2 separate regions of the Mus musculus genome follow, and region 1 is linked to region 2. A link is a contact called in public HiChIP or PLAC-seq data. All regions are on one chromosome and are shown on one strand. The core of a region is the stretch at or near the end of the contact, and the rest is flanking DNA. Distances in the headings are between cores, read along the strand shown. Region 1 overlaps Slc8a1 (solute carrier family 8 (sodium/calcium exchanger), member 1). Region 2 overlaps Slc8a1 (solute carrier family 8 (sodium/calcium exchanger), member 1).

Region 1 (5,129 bases), core at 25-2,524, 110 kb before region 2:
CTCTCTCTCTCTCTCTCTCTCTCTCTCTCTCTCTCTCTCTCTCTCCCTCTCTCTCCCTCTCCTCCCTCTCTTTCTCCTTCCTCTGGCAATCCCTCTCTTTCCCCTTCTCTATTCTTCCTCTCTCTTTCCTGCAGCCTCTAGCTTCTCATGTGTACATGTGCATCGTGTTGAAACTTTAAACTAACCATGGAGTAGTAGTGACAGCCCACTGTCTGATGTGGAGACTTCCAGGGTGAGTGCTTACTGTATGCTTTCACGGAAGGAGTTTAGAACACAAGTAGAGAGTGCCTTGATTTCACAGAGCTCACACTGCTCTCTTCCCTGGCAACTCTGTTTGGAATCTGATTGCTTCGCCCTCACATTTACACCTGTCCTTTGGTTTTTGGGTCCTTGGTGCTTCTAGTCCAGAATGCAACAAGAAGGTTCAAATTACAGGCATCCTTACTTCCTGCTCAGTTTTCAAAGAAGGAAGGGAATGTCCTGTCTGACAAGTGAAGCATGGAAACTCTTTTTGTGGCTGAGGGCTAGTGCATCATCTATAATAAGTTGTTTGAGTCTGGTAAAACATTCATGGGTTCAAAGCCTTTATCCACTGGCCAACATAGAATCTGAAACCATTAGTATGAAGGTCACTCATCTGAGTGAAGAATTCTGACCAAATCCCTAACAAAATGCAGAGGTATTGCTCAACAAAGAGGTACTATGTGTGAATCTACACAAACCATTAGTATATGTTAATATGTGAACATATACTATGTGTGAATCTACACAAGCCATTAGTATATGTCAATATGTGAACATATACTATGTGTGAATCTACACAAGCCATTAGTATATGTCAATATGTGAACATATACTGTGTGAATCTACACAAGCCATTAGTATATGTCAATATGTGAACATATACTATGTGTGAATCTACACAAGCCATTAGTATATGTCAATATGTGAACATATACTATGTGTGAATCTACACAAGCCATTAGTATATGTCAATATGTGAACATATACTGTGTGAATCTACACAAGCCATTAGTATATGTCAATATGTGAACATATACTATGTGTGAATCTACACAAGCCATTAGTATATGTCAATATGTGAACATATACTATGTGTGAATCTACACAAGCCATTAGTATATGTCGATTTGTGAATTTGAAAAGCTTTATGCAATCAGCTCTCAAAAAGTCCCGAGGACCTGGGACACAGCAAGACAAAGAGGAAGTGGAAGAGTTAAAACTGTGTTTCTGCCCACTGAATGCCCTCTTGAGACTGTTCTGATAGGGAAGCGTAGGGAGCCAAGGGCCTGGGAGCAGAGCTCTTGAATAAGAGGTCAGTCACCGGAGAGAAACCAGAAGCAGGCAAATGTGGATTCCTATACTAAGGTTTTACCCTGAAGCAACCTTTGGTTCTTTTCTTAAGAAGTTAGCCTTTGTAAGGCTTCTGAGAAATGGGCAAAGTATTTTCTCTAGAGCAGACTGACAGTCTCAAAATCCTGAAGGCGCTGTATTGTAACCTTTCCACCAGTCACCTAGACAACAGTTGCTCGATGCCAATTCAGATAAACAGTTCCCTGCACATTCAAGAGATCTTGGAAAAAATTAATGTCTCTATCAGAGGCTATCTTAAAAGATGGGATAATCACTCTGTAGATTCCATGCCATTGCAAACTAAGTTACAAATAATGTCTTTGCTGAATCTAATGTGAGATCAAGTCAAAACAGCAAGACAACCAGTGAGTGATTCACCACCTTCCACTAATCCAACCATGGTGTCTACTGAGCACTCAGGTTGTGTAAAAGACACATGGAAAGGCAAGCCATTTCACATTTGTTGAACACTTGTCATGTCATTATCTAGACAAGCTGGTATATATGTGTGTATGTGTGTGTGTGTGTGTGTGTGTGTGTGTGTGTGTATGTTTGTGTGCATGCATATGTATATGTATATATATGCACACATGCACACACATATGCATATATATACATATATATACATACATATACCTATTTGATGCTTCTAAGTGTCCAGCAAAGAAGCATAAAAATGCATTTAAAGGTGAAGACTATTGTGCAGTTGAATGACTTAGCTGTGGGTCAATAAAAGACTACAAAAGCCATGTTCTGGATTTAGTTCTTCTTGCCATGATCTCATAGATGAAATACCATGGCTGAGTAAGATAGGATCTGGACTGCAGAGGAAGGAGAAGCTTGGCCTCTGACCTCGTCGAGGAGAGGAAAGGGGATTTGGGGGTCATCACAAAGAGGTAAAGGGGTTTAGAAAACCAATAAGCTGAGTCATTTTGACCAAGTAAAACATGTTCTAAGCATTTTATGGCAAGGACAGCCATAGAACAATGTCATGAATGTCTCCATAGCACTTGATCTGCCCTGCACTCATTCAGGACTGTGTATGTACACTATAGAGTTGGGATCAATAGTAGCTTTCGGCATTTCCCAAATGCATTTTACACTGGAAGGTAAGATTCATCATGAAGTCACTGCAATGGTCAGAGGCAAGGAGAAAGGGTAGGCCACTAGTCAATGCACTTCTTGGTTTACTTTTTACTTGGTTTTAGAGATAAATTCTCACCATGGAGCCCAAGGGACTCCATACCCCTTGAAGTCTCCTACCTGTGCCTCCAGATTCCTGGGATTTTAGGTATGATGCTACACTGGGCATCCCTTGGTACACTTTAGGTAGTTTATTTATCATTGATGGCTCTCATGCATTCTCCTCTGCACACCTCACTAACACACAGGACTTAGGGCCTCTTTCTGGTTGTGTTCATTCCTTAGTATAGAGTATCCAAGCCTCATAGCAGGTTTCGGTCATCAGGCTGCTTATTCTGCTCCCAAAGTGACACTTGCTTTGTAGACTTCACTATAGGTGGCATCAGAGAGTTTGGAAAGGTGCCACATCTCAGGAGCCTCACCTCCTATAGAGCAGAAATGACTCTCCCTCAGAGCTGAAGTTTTTGTGTGTTGGGCAAAATTCGAGAATTTTATCCTTATGAATCTTTCTATCTTTCTTCCCAAAACATAAATATTTTTTGTTTTGTTTTGTGTTTAAATCAGTATTCTTAGCCCAGACACTGGAAAACACATCAAATGGCATGTGGTTTATGTGTGTGTGTGTGTGTGTGTGTGTGTGTGTGTGTAAAATAACAAAATCAAGAATACCTAATATCAAATGGCTCTAAGATTAAAAAGGGAGGAAGTGATACCCAGAGGTCATTCCATCCAAGTCATGTCTGCTTTTCTTCCTCTTTGACCATGTAGAAGACTTTCCCAAATATAACTACATTTCCAGCCTCGGGAATGCCTAGATATCTAACAAGGCTTCCTCAGAGAGGAAAGAGTACCAAGTCACTGCTCTTTGTTTGGTGATGTAGACTGTTAAACTGCAGCCCCTTGTGTTCTCAGCCTTCAGGGCTCTGAGGCTAGCAGATATATTCATTTATAATTATAATATTTGTTTGAATTCAGCATTTCTCTCAGTTCACTTTCATCATCTACTTAAGGAGGGATAATGATTATAATAATATAAATAATGATAATAACAAGTCTATGGCTTTTATGGGGGAATAATATATTAATGCTACAGTTTCTGTAATGTGAGTATTTTAGAAAGACTTATCCACGGCTTGAGAGTTAAATAGTGAGAGTCTTTGTCCCAATTGTGCCTTTAAATGGATATGCTAAATGATATAGAGTGTCGTAATGGGAATATGGAATGTAGGTATATGCACAATTTCATAGACCTTAAAATCAATATATATGTACATATATACATATATATGACACACACACACATATATACATATATACATATATACATATATACATATATACATATATATGTGTATATATACATATATACGTATATATGTGTATATATACATACACATATATATGTATATATGTGTATATATATACATATATATGTATATATGTATATATATAATTATTATTTTAAACAGTGAGAAAAAAATAATAATGCTTTTGGCTTTGTGGACCATGGGGTCTGTCATAGACATTCAACTCTATTCTTGCACCAAGGCAGCACAGACAATACACACATAAAGAAAGAGCTGTTTTCCTTAAGAAGTTATTTATAAACATTGACTCTGAATATCTCACAAGTTTCCTTTGAAATGTGAAATATTCCCTTGTTCCAGCTTTCAATCATCTACGAGTGGGAAAGCATTTTAATTTCATGGGCTTTACAAGACCAGGTGGCAGGCTTGGTTGGGCCATTGGCCATGGATCGCCAATTCCTGACATACAGAATAGAACATGAGGGCATACAAACGCAACATTAGTGAGCCCAGGACATCTTACCAGTTGGTATAGAGTCAAGAGAGGTGGCCTAGAAATGCACAGACCTGTTTTTAGAATTTAGTCTGTCACTTTATTTGACACGTGGTTTTGCATAAGCTTTGTAGTTAGCAGCCTTGTGTTTCTTACTGAGAAGTGGAGAGCAAGGGTGCATGACTTTTAAGAGATTCCCCAGGGTGGGGGAAGAAGGGGGCAATAATAATAGTAATAATAATAAAGGAAATTTTACAGAGAGAAATTTGGTTTTAAGGATGGGTCACGGAGGTTAGGTATAAAAAACTGAGAAAGGACAATATAAGTCATATTTATGTGTGTTTGTTTTTTCCCACTTAGTAGCTAAGCTGACTGTCGGAGACAGTAGACCCAGTGAGGTGGGCAGGTGGTGTATTATGAGTGGCACTGAGTGACAAAATGTGGGACTTGAGTATCCTAAATCCAGATTGTTAGCAGAATTCATCATTCCTACAGTTGAACAGGGAAGAGAAAGCAGAAGGGGCTTGTCCAAAAGTCATCAGTGGGGACGAATCTGGTATCCATTTTTTGTAGTCTCTAGACCAGTGAGACCTTCATTCATCTCACTCCCCAGAACAGTACATGTTAGGAAGCAATTAAAGGCAGCTGCATAGCTCTGACTTTCAAGAGGGAAAGTCTCAAATAAACTATAGAAGCTATTTTCAGTATTTTCTAATATGATCTAACCCCCACCCCCATATGAAGGTAGGTCTGTGAGAAATCACATCATCCAGAAGGGGAATGCTAAGGGGTCACCTGAAGCATTGCACTGA
Region 2 (5,372 bases), core at 2,204-4,703:
AGGGATGCGGGGGTGGGGGGCGTCATTACCTCTACTTAGCAGTAGGCCAGCTACTCAGTAAAAGGGAACTGCATATTTTCTGTTTACCAAAGTATTGATGCACCAAGGGGGAATAGCAGAGAAACTTGTGATTCCTAAAGCAAACTTGATTGTTCTGGTATGTAACTTACTTTCCTATTTGCAAAGTGTACTTCATAGATTGGAGCACATGACTAATGTTCAAAGAACTGTATTTATATCCTACCTAGGTCATTACATTGAGGTATAAAATAAAGTTGCTAAGATATTCTAGTTAGGTGAAAGCTATTACCCATTTTAAACAACTAATAAATTCTGAAAATAACATTTTTTTACATGGACTTAAAATGTAACCCTAGCTGACTTGGGGTTCACTATATAGACAAGGGTGTCCTCAAACTCATAGAGATCTGTCTGCCTCTAGTTTCTGGAAGATGTGACTAGAGTGCCACCATGCCTGGCTGAAAAGAATGTTTATTAACCATATATTTGTTTTAGAAGAAAGAGTGTTGCCAGAGAGAAAGAAATTAACGTTTTAAGAAAAGCTGATTTTTTTTTATAGCTCATCTCAGCAACATGGTCCTCAATTCTTAAGTACTGCATTTCAGTAGGGTCATTGACAAACACTCTCCAAGGAGGAATGATTCATTTGTGAAATATCTAGGGGTCAGATTGTAAAGGAAACGGTGGGCAAGAACCTGGAAGATGATCCAGACAGCTCCGTTCAAGTGTGAATGGGAAGGATCATGGGAATAATTGTGTATGGCTTTAGAAAGGCAGAGCGGTGCCCAGCAGAGGGAGGGAGACAAGAGAGATTTCCGCCTCATGTTAGTAATAGCTGTGTGACGGGTGGAACTGCTCAGATATTGGATTATGAGTTCTGCTGCTTAGTGAGTCATACAGTCTTTTATTCATTCAGCTGTTTGTTCAGGAAGCATGGACTGAATGACTTCTATAAAGGCCATATGGTCCAGAGAGGGACCAATACTGTCAGAGCTGTCTCCACCAGATAACAAAGGAAGGACCATTAAGTAACCACAAAGCACCTGCAAAGCCCATGCTGCAGGGAACCAAAGAATAAAAGACTGATGGCGTTGACTGAAGAATAAGTCCCTTAATCTCTCTGAGCCAAGAGAACAGAATGAGAGTCAACGCTGAATATTTTCATCATCATCTAAATGACATGATCAGCTGCTGGAGGCTTTGTCAACACCTGCCTTCCACTGGGGAAGTTCTCATTGTCATTACAGACATCGTGTTAAACAGCCCATCACTTTAATTTCTCTCTGAGGTGAAACCAAGCCATTTGCACACTGCCTATCAGAGGCTTCCACAAGTAATGGAGAGTTTATTCTCATGGTGTAAGCTTGCATTGCCTCCTTAGCTAGGTATTCAGATCTTCCTTCATATTCTTGAGAATTGAAAGCCTCTCAAATTTGGCATACTTTCAATAGGAGCAAGCCCATAGATTGTTGAAATTCTTTTTTTGTTTGTTTGTTTTGTTGTTGTTGTTGTTTTGTTTTGTTTTTGAGACAGGGTTTCTCTGTAAAGCCTTGGCTGTCCTGGAACTCACTTTGTAGACCAGGCTGGCCTCGAACTCAGAAATTCACCTGCCTCTGCCTCCCAAATTCTGGGATTAAAGGCGTGCGCCACCACCACCCAGGGAGATTGTTGAAATTCTTGAAAAAAATGTATATGAAATTATATACACATATATAAAATAAATTATATATAAATTACATATTGTATACATAATAAATTATATATAAACAAATAACACATATGTAATACATATATACTTATTATATATATATATATTTATAACATAAATATATTATTTTTATAATTATAAAGAATTAAAGTGACTATAGGTGAGTTGTCCAATCTTTCTCTATAAATATCAATAATAATAATATCTGGCTTCTAGGCATGCTCTGAAGACTTTTCATTCAGCTCATGGAACACAAGGAAGTGTGGCTTAGTATATATATAATCATTGGTGCATACTGGAACTGAGCCAGGACCATGCTGGCACAAAAATCACCTGTTTTACACTATGGATGTCTAGCTTCCTCTAGGGGGCTCTGACTTCGTGGTTCTGAGATAACATGGATAAGAATATTTGGGTCTATGTCTCTTAAAAATGCTAACACATGTTAGAGTTCAAAAAATCATACTTTGGTAATTTTGATATTTTTAAAACTTTCCTCACCTGTTCATTTCTGGCCAATTCACTTGACCTGCTTAAGATAGAAAGAAAATTATCATTTTTTTTTTCTGTGTCATGATACTGGTTCTGTGTCTTCATTTTAGTTGCCTATTTCCCATCTACATCCCATGATTCTGTTAGATGAAATCTTCACACTGTCAATGCCCACTGAATAGCCACAGAAACTTTACCACAGGACCTAGATCCCACTGCAGGTAGCAGAACAAAGCCAACATCAGGTCTCACAGTGTCATGAAAATACATTGTGAATCTCAAAAACTGAAGAAATATCACAAAAATTCCCAGTCTAATGCCACCATGATTTTCATATTCATAGAGTTCTCTTAAGTTAGGACCACCTAGGTAGTAGACATATTATTTATGAAATACTATAATCTAATTATATATTTATTTGGTTTTGTTTTAAAAATGTTTTTTAAAAACTGATGCAGTGTAATATTTCAAATGTTCTTGGTTTTTGTTTTCAGTACTTTCTTCTGATATTGCAGACATGCAGTATGAATGTCCTCAGGTTTTTAATCATTTAATCAATTTGTGAGTACATAGTGCTGTAGGCTTTTTGAATAAATTTCACTTATAGGTTTTTGCTTTTTTGGTCACTACTCAGTCAGTGATTTGTTGACATAAGTCAGAATACTACTCTAGCCTAAGTCCAAACAGCCATTTCCTTAACTCAGAAAAAAAATAGGGACCATAAAATGAATTTGATTACATGTGATGTATATGGCTTATTTTATTACCATGGCCTTACATAAATGGAAGAATGGCAATCACTTGCTACCTTCAGCCTTGCATAATCTCCAGGTAAGCTCAAAACAGAAAGCCAGGGAGCAGTGTCTCACTGAGCAGAGGACTCTTTCTGCCCAGGAAAGCTCCAGAGAAGCTGAACTTTTAACCAGTGTACAACTTTAAATTTAGGAGCTTTATTTCTGTTACTGATACTGCTAGTAATGTCTACTTGGCTAAACAGCTGAGCACTGCTGCCTCTGAGCTGAATGTGTGTAGGAGGAGACATAAATAAATAAATGAGCCCCGATGAACATTGTACAGCTTGGGGATAGTATAAAGAGTTTCAAGGGGCTCCAGAGGTCTAAATCTTACAATGTGACCTGCCCCTCCCAGTCCTTGCCTCGGGTGCTGTTCCAGTACTGGATAATGCATAAAAGCAGAATGCAGAAGTGGGTATTTTGCGTGTCAGCTGTGTTAGGGCCTTGCATTTACAGCAAAACCCACATCTGCAGACCAGCTCAGGGAAGTTCTGAAAAGATGCAAGGGTGACGGGGAACCCATAAAAATTCTATCGGGCAGATTTCCGCAGGAAGGAATCACCACAGAGCTACTATATCACTGTGAGAACTTTGTAGTTTTCTCTTCCTTCCGAAGCATCACATGGGTACTCGATACAAACTCAGAGTTATCAGCTCACATACCCTCAGCCCAGAGAGACTGAGACAGGGACTCTAAAGGTGGGATCTGACAATCTGATCATCTCAGACCTCAGGGCATTCCTGGAAGCTTGATTTTTGAAATGATTCCTAGTGTGTGAAGGAACTTTGAAAAAAAAAAACATTAAATAGGACATTTGAGCTACTCCTAAAGACTTTGCATTAAAGTAAAGGGGTGACATCCTGAGGATTCCAGGATTGAGTCACTTGCAGGGAGCCCGAGAATGACACATTTGTGTTCTGACCCTCAGAGTGCGATAGCATCTATTGTCAGAGTGGTCACAAAATGCCATCACCCAAGAGCAACCTAGGACTTAAAAAAAAGAATCTAATGAATGTTTAGCAGTCACAGAAGCTAATACAAACAGCCTGTGAAGGCTCAAGTTCACAGGACCCCTCAGTGATCATACAGATCTCTTCCGAGCCGACGTGAAGAAGACATGGCCTTTCACAGTGTTGACTCGAAGGCATTTGGAATAGGCCAGGAGACACACCTCTCTCTGAGGCTGTTTCCGGAGAGACTTAGCTGAAGTGGAAAGACCCACATTAAACATGAATGGTGATAGCCTGTAGGCTGGAGTCCAACCAAATAAAAGAACAGAAAGCCTGACGTGCACTGCACTTGTCTCCGTAGATCCTGATTGAGGATGCAGTGTGAACAGATACCTGTCCCTGCCAGGGTGGACTCTATGCCTTGGCAGCGATTAGAACTTACTTTTATCAACTGTACTTTATGGCTTAGGAATGGGCTTTATTGCCATTAAGATGGTGATAATGTCCACAGTGGTGGTAATAAGGGTAATACTTGTGGAGGGTTTGTTCCATAACAGGCACTAAGTAAGTAAGTACTTTAAATGTGTATGCTAAGGTCACTCACTATAAATTAGGCACTGTTGTTACTTATGTCATTGAGGAAAGGAAAGCCAAGGACACTTAAGTATTATGTCCCAAACCAGGCTAACAGTTTATTGGAGGAGCTGTCATATAGACTCAAACAGTCTAGCTTGACGACTACTGCATAGCCATGCATAGCACACCTTAGTATTTAGATACAGTTTGATTCAAAGATAGAACAGAGAAACAAGCATCTCTAAGTCTGAAAGCATTGGCTGCTAGACATGTTTTCACCTTCCCAGGATTTTGTTCCCTCAAAGCTCCCACTTCTCATCCTTGATTGATCACGTGTCCATTCCCGACCAATAAAACCAATGATTGATGTATTAAGTTACCTGCTTCAACCTCTTAGCTTGGTACATGGTGTGTTGCTTTCTCTGGGAGTGTCACATGTTTGTGTGTTTGTTTGGAGCACAGCATTGGACAGTCCAGCACTGTAGTTTAATGCCAAATATCACTCAAGTGCTGGGATTAAAGGCGTGCCCCACCACGCCCAGCTTGAATTTTTTTCTTATATGACCTATGAAACCATTAGATGCTTGTCATAGTTTCAAATGTCTATGTGGCTATTAAACTGACAGAAATAGAAATATTTTTCATTCATTGCTGTCTCTGCATTCATACTATTTCAAACGATAAAAAAATTGAAGAACAGAAAATATCTGTTGTAAATCATTTCAACTCAAATTTTGTCATCATGCGAAAGCAAAACTACCTGTGATCTTAATAAAAGAAAAGACAAGTGGACTTTCACACACACACACACACACACACACACACACACA

Evidence for each region. HiChIP or PLAC-seq counts read pairs in DNA pulled down with a chosen protein or histone mark.
Region 1: a contact with region 2 is called in an H3K4me3 HiChIP or PLAC-seq map of bone marrow-derived macrophages, with 2.3 times the contacts expected there. The contact joins two enhancer-like sites. A contact is called at or near these places in 10 of 484 Hi-C or Micro-C datasets (the HPC-5 cell line, the N1E-115 cell line, cerebellum and 5 more), 3 of 115 datasets of contacts at active chromatin or transcription factors (bone marrow-derived dendritic cells, bone marrow-derived macrophages and neural progenitor cells) and 3 of 9 other capture datasets (adipose tissue, liver and pancreatic islet).

What each region holds. Positions count from the first base shown.
Region 1 is chr17:81,661,261-81,666,389 of GRCm38.p6, reverse strand. All of the region lies in intron 1 of Slc8a1 (solute carrier family 8 (sodium/calcium exchanger), member 1), which reads left to right. Among named protein-coding and RNA genes, the nearest start is that of Slc8a1, 75 kb to the left of the region's middle. Within about 2 kb of position 1,274, at least 13 of the 459 cell types and tissues checked have an H3K27ac peak or open chromatin away from gene starts, as enhancers often do. A contact at or near this core is called in bone marrow-derived macrophages, where this site is marked.
Region 2 is chr17:81,550,107-81,555,478 of GRCm38.p6, reverse strand. The region is part of intron 2 of Slc8a1 (solute carrier family 8 (sodium/calcium exchanger), member 1); the gene reads left to right. Among named protein-coding and RNA genes, the nearest start is that of Slc8a1, 190 kb to the left of the region's middle. Within about 2 kb of position 3,453, at least 28 of the 459 cell types and tissues checked have an H3K27ac peak or open chromatin away from gene starts, as enhancers often do. A contact at or near this core is called in bone marrow-derived macrophages, where this site is marked.